2 separate regions of the Mus musculus genome follow, and region 2 is linked to region 1. The links are chromatin contacts, called in public Hi-C maps. All regions are on one chromosome and are shown on one strand. The core of a region is the stretch at or near the end of the contact, and the rest is flanking DNA. Distances in the headings are between cores, read along the strand shown. Region 1 has its middle 33 kb from the start of Cdnf. Region 2 overlaps LOC108168726.

Region 1 (3,049 bases), core at 169-2,668:
AGTTGACACTGGAGGTTGTCTTTTGATACCCACTTGTATGCCATAGCACATGACTATGCACACATGCATAAATACATACATGTACATTATGCAGAAAGAGAGAGGAAAGAGCAGGGTACAAAGAGAGAGACAGAAAGCTGGAACTCTGGAAGCAGGCTGCTGACTGACTGGCTGCTTACTGGTCAACTGCTGCCCCCTCATTGCTCAAGCCAAACAAGGAACCAGATAAAGGAATCCAGTAGGTACAGCCCGCAAAGGTCAGCTTCCTGAGATGCACAGTGGAGCAAGAGTCACATAAAACTGTTCCAGAGGGGCAAACAGCATGTATGACTGCCTACATTATGGCAAGATGGCAAATTTTAATTTCTGTCACATAGGGGAAAATGAACTGATGAAACTCATCATTGTCCTGGTAGGCTGTTATTTCACCTTAGGCAGGAGCATCTTAAAATCATGCAATTTTAAGAAACTGAAACCATATAATCAATCTCTCAGGTTTTGGCATGTGCCGCACATTCAGAGAGAATGGGCTTTGTGTGTCTTATTCATTTATGCAAGAAATTGGCTGGTGCTGTATTAAGGATATTCACAAAAAAAAAAAAAAAAAAAAAAAAAAAAAAAAAAAGATATTCACAACTGCACCTGAGGATGGAGCTCAGGGAGAGGGCTTGACCAGAATGCATGAGATCCTAGGTTCAGTTCCCAGTAGTGCCAAAAGAAAAAAAAAAAGTAAGAAAAAATTTGTCAGCAACTAAGCTAAAACAGTTTTTTATGTTTATTCACAGTGAACCAGAAGATGAAAATATTGTTTTGTTATATCTGTTCTCCTTATCCTTTATCTGATAAGATGTTTCTTTGTCTGCATTGTCCTGTACTCCCTGATAATTCAGAGAGGAGAAAATCTGTAGAGATGTCTAAAGCAACTGAGACTGCACCTGCTGCTTCTACAGAGTAAGAAACTAAACCTGGGAAAACCAGCTGGCCCGCTCGACAGACCGCCACCTGCTGGTGGCTATGTACTATGCGCTGTTCCTTGGATTTGGTGATGTGTTCAAACATGCAGGGGGCTAAAAGTCAGAGACCTTGTGTTCTAGTGTCAGCTCTGTCACCAAATGACAAAATGTCCTTGAGCAAACTGTGTTGCTCTCTTGGCTTCTGTGTCTTCAGAGGAAAAGCAAAAAATCTAAAGCTGTATCTTTACTATCAGACATGTCTAAAAGCTTTTCTAGTATCAATGAGTTCCAATATTTCATTAACTTAATGAAATGATTTCATTTTAAACATGCATCCCTCAATTGTTGTGTGTGTGTGTGTGTGTGTGTGTGTGTGTGTGTGTGTGTGTGTGTGTAAGTTGTGGAATGCTAGTGTATATACAAATTATCAGTTGTTTAACGAGTGACTCAGAATGGCCAGCAGTCCATGCTGTGTGTGTCAGATCACTGAAGGACAGCTCATAAGGGGCAGTTCTTAGCGGTTCCATGAGCTTCCCTCTATGAAGGCTTAGGGAGATTCTAAGTCACCCTTAGAACACATTGTAACTAATCAGTCAGTCTCACTAAAACTACTTTCTTATCACCTTCAACAGCTGGGCTCAGAATGATGACAGAAACCTCCCTGTGTGTTTCCCTTCCTTTATCTAAATTAGTTATAACCAGAGATTACTCTGAGATCTTCAAGACTCACATAGCAAGAAGCTAACAGGCCACAAGAGGATGTACCCCACACCTATTAGATTCCTCTTAGTTCCTCTTCACTGTCTCCCAAACCCCTTCATCACCATCTTCCTGAAAGTAGATGTTCCCATCTGTGCATTGGGAAGGTTATTATACCAACTTAATAACATCGCTTATCTAGGTTATGGTAGCAAAGGAGTCAACACAAGACAAAATGCTTACCTAAGGGGATGCATCAATGGCTTTAGGCTAGGTAATGCATGGGCTCAGATGCTTGTATACTTTAGAAGCAGTGTCACTGAGAACACTGGGAAAACTTCTTCTATAGCCCCTGAAGCATTTAGCTTCCTAAACTACGTGGCATTTATTCTGAGTCCTAAGATATGCATAGGAATGAATTATACAGAAACAGAGGGACACATGGAGATGGGAAGGGACATTCTATGTAGAAGTAGAAGTACACAGTGAAATCTAGAAGCCAAAGAAAGTGCAGTTCCCTTAAGACATACCAGTCCTTCATATGGCTAAAAGGTATAGAGGTGAGAGGTTGCATCCTGGCTGTAAGCCTCAGGGGAGGGGAAAGTGGTCCTTCTCTGCCACACTAAAAAGATGAGCTTCATCCTGAAGGCTCTTGGGATGCACTGGAGAAATAAAGCAGCCTAAATACTAGAAGATATTGTGAAGGCCAAGGCCAACATTGTATGAATAAAGAGTGGCCAGTCTGAACATCTGGTTCCACTAGACAGATCAGCTTAGAATGGGTGAATATCCAAGCACTTCTCCCTGAGATTCTGTTTTCTCTAGATACTCTCCAGTCAGCCATTTACATAGAATTCATCAAAGCTCACACTTCAACAAGTAAAACACTCCAAAATTTCTAAAAGTAACATGATAGTGTTAGAAGAAGAAAAAAATAAGAGGAAGAGAAAGAGAAGAGGAAGGGGAAGGGGAAGAAGAAGACAGTATATGGCTTCTTGTTGAGACTTTAAAATATCTACATAGTTAAAATATACATTCTATATCATATATAGGCACATATACTTAAATAAGGTAGCATTGCCTCCAAGTGTGGGAGTCTGGGAATACAGATAGTATTCAAGATATTTTGCTGTGAGGTAGCGACATGGGGCCATGGTTAGTGAATTGGTGAATCTATCTTAGATTTTGTTTTCTTCCTATCTATAGGTAAGGAGAAATAGAGCATATTCAGATGTTTATGAGAAGAATTAAAAAGAATGAAGAAGACCCAAGTTGTAGGAGAGGGAAGGATTGAGACAAGTTTTAGAGAAAATAAAAATCACTGAACACAGCTATGTAATAAGAGGAAAACAGCTCACACTCATAACACTGGGAGAAGTTAGTGGGAGTAGTCAAAG
Region 2 (3,049 bases), core at 303-2,802, 110 kb before region 1:
GGTTTGTCCCTGTTTTCGGCTGTTTCCAGTTATGGGCTTACCAGGCTGCCAAGCTTCAGGATGCACCTTTGTGCTGACAAATGGTTCTGTTTGGCATTGGGCCCCCTTCTTGTCACTATTAGTAAGGTAGCTCTGTCCTGCTGTCTATTAAACAACACAGTCTTGACTACAGCACAGAAGAGCATAAGTGTGGAGTATTTCCACTCACAAAGCCTCCACTGACATGCTGTGATTATTCACAAAACCAGAGTCTCAGTCTTTCTCTTCCCAGTGCATTTGTAAGCCCGATCTTACATCCTTCCCTTTATTTTCACACTGAGTACTCTGTCTAATAGATGTGATGCATCTTTGAAATTTCACCTTCCCACGGAGAATCTGACTTCATTTTTCCCTTCTTTTTAAAAGTTATGTGCATGCAAGCATGTGAGGGGCGTATTTGTGTGAAGTGAGTGTGCTTGCCCATGTTGTGAGGGATTGGGGGGGGGCAGTGCAAGCTAGAGGTTGACATCAGTAGGTCTGCATTGACAACTTGTCTACTTCATTTTTTTGAGATGGAGTCTTGCAGAGAACTTAGAACTGGCCATTTCAGCTGGGCTGGATGACCAACCAGCCCATGAGATATGCTTGGCTCAGCTTCCAACTGACACTTGCTGGCATGCTGGCCGTTGGTGTAGGTGTGGGCATTCAAACTCAGGTCCTCAAGCTTGCACAGCAAACACTTTGCTCACTGAGCTCAATCTCCCTTGGCTCTGGCTTCATCTTTGAACCGATGCAGTCTGCAGTGGTTTGAATGGCTTTGACTCCCACAGACTCTTGTGTCCGTGTCCGTGTCCGTGTCCGTGTCCGTGTGTGTGTGTGTGTGTGTGTATGTGTATGTGTGTGTGTGGTACTTGGCCCACGGGGAGTGGCAGTATTAGGAGGTGTGGCCTTGTTGAAGTAGGTGTGGCCTTGTTGGAGAAAGTGCGTCACTGTGGGAGCAGGCTTTGAGTCCTCATATGTTTGTGCTACTTGCCCTACTGTGGCACATGGTCCCCTTCTGCAGCCTGCAGATGAAGATGTAAAACCCTCGGCTCCTCAAGCTCCATGTCTGCATCAATGTTGCCATACTTCCTGCCATGGTGACAATGGAATATTCCTCTGAAACTCTAAGCAGAGCCCCAGTTAAATGTTTTCTTTTGTAAGAGTTTTCATGGTCATGGTGTTCCTTCATAGCGATGAAACCCTAACTAAGACACAGTCCACTGCTCTCAGGAAGCACACAGCCTAATGGAGCCTTTGGTGTGTTTGTCCGTGAATTTTGGTATTCCTGTGCTGGGGTAAAGAAAGGTATGGCCACGTGACAGAATTACCTCCAACAGTGTCTCCCCTACTCACCCTCCATTCCACCCACCCTTCTTTGCCTATGTGCTGATATTAAAAATAGCTTCCATAGGTTTTCATTCTCTGGGTAATTTTGAAATTTAAAATCCCACTGTAGTAATGGCTGTGTGCCTGACAGCCCACCCTTTGCTGTTCAAAAAGCTAGGAGCCAAACACTGAGGAGGAGGAGGTGATATGTGGTTGTGCTTCAGAAATAAGGCACCAGCAAAAGACTCTGTTCCAGGCAAGCTTGGTGAACCAGTGAGTTTAGTTGGAATTGCTTACAGAAGCAGGGGAATGGGGATTCACAAAAGCATGGTCAGCATATGGGCAATGATAGGAAACCTAAGTAAGAGTCTACCCACCTTGCTAAGTGTTGTGGAGGGGCATCATGTGCCCTCCATCCTTCAACAAGGGGATGTATTTATTTATTAATTTTTAAGCCAGCCTATGTGTTTCATTGCGGCATCTCCATACACGTGGCTCATTATGCTTTGTTCTCTTTGTTCTCCTTTGTCCCTGCCCTCTGTTGCCTTTCGCCTTAGGCTCTCTGCCTTTCTCTGGCTTGTTTCTTTCTTCTCGAAGACACTCTCCGCTTCCAGGTTAACATGGCATGGACTCAATTACCCTCTCTTTCCCTTTCTTCCTTAAGAGTTTCTCCTCTCGTGGTCTCCTTTCTACTCTGAGGAGCATATATGTTCCCACAAGAGAGGGTCTTGTGAGAAGACTACACCACACTGATGTGCTCCCAGCTGCTCTAGTTTCAAGATGTTGATGATCATGTGGTGGCTAAGTATACTGGGAGAAAGACCAGCAAAGAGGAAGGGGCATAAGAAGAGCTGGCTGGAGGTAAGAGTAATCAGTTATCTACCTGCAAGCCCCGCTCCATGTTCCCCTTGCTGAAAGGGAGCAGCAGTGGATAGCACTGAGCAATGCATCTCTGAGAAACAGATATTATATAAGGGGACACCTGTGTGCTAGCTAGATGTCCATGGAAGCTCAGGGAAATGACACCTGCTTCTAGGTAGGCACTGGGGTTCTGTCTACTACAGTCAAGAAACCCTTCAAGTGAGCATAAGCACTGTTGAAAACAGAGAACAATGACAGTAATTAGGATTAAACACACACACACACACACACACACACACACAGAACTGCCATTGCTTCCCAGGCGGCCCCTACACATATAGACTATAGATCTCAAGGCCAGATATAGTAACAGACACCTAAGGATTAGGTCATCAGTCCAAGAAAAGGTCTGATCTCCAAGTAGATATCACTGTGAGTAATATCGATTAAAGTAATTGGTTTTCACGTTATTAATGCCCCGGCTAATAATGTATATCTCTTGACAAACGAATTCTATATCCATCTTTGTAGCCTGCTTCATATATCATGTTCTCTGAGAAAAAATCCTGAATACCCCAGTTGGTCATGTCATCCCTTGAGAGTTCCAGTTGTCCTCTACTCTTGAGCATGTGTGCATGTGCTCATGTATGTGCACACATGTGCAAGCATGTGCATTTTTTTGTGTGTGTATAGGAGTGCCTGAAGGCACACACGTGCCAATCAGAAGACAACCTGGAGTTGTAAGCCCTCAGATACCATCCACTTTGATATTTTTGCTGTTGTTTTGACTTTTCTTTGTTTCATGTGCATGTATGTGTGGTGTGCATGTGTATGCATACAT

The links. Hi-C and Micro-C count contacts between places; a contact is called where the count stands out from the background.
Region 2: a Hi-C map of the G1E-ER4 cell line shows a contact between it and region 1, with 3 times the contacts expected there. The contact joins two enhancer-like sites. A contact is called at or near these places in 1 of 15 datasets of contacts at CTCF or cohesin (large pre-B cells), 12 of 484 Hi-C or Micro-C datasets (B cells, the C10 cell line, ECoMG myeloid progenitors and 9 more) and 6 of 115 datasets of contacts at active chromatin or transcription factors (CD8 T cells, the HPC-7 cell line, Th2 cells and 3 more).

What each region holds. Positions count from the first base shown.
Region 1 is chr2:3,544,725-3,547,773 of GRCm38.p6, reverse strand. No RefSeq gene overlaps it. Among named protein-coding and RNA genes, the nearest start is that of Cdnf, 33 kb to the right of the region's middle. Within about 2 kb of position 1,418, at least 12 of the 459 cell types and tissues checked have an H3K27ac peak or open chromatin away from gene starts, as enhancers often do. A contact at or near this core is called in the G1E-ER4 cell line, where this site is marked.
Region 2 is chr2:3,653,309-3,656,357 of GRCm38.p6, reverse strand. All of the region lies in intron 2 of LOC108168726, which reads right to left. Among named protein-coding and RNA genes, the nearest start is that of Fam107b, 59 kb to the left of the region's middle. Within about 2 kb of position 1,552, at least 8 of the 459 cell types and tissues checked have an H3K27ac peak or open chromatin away from gene starts, as enhancers often do. A contact at or near this core is called in the G1E-ER4 cell line, where this site is marked.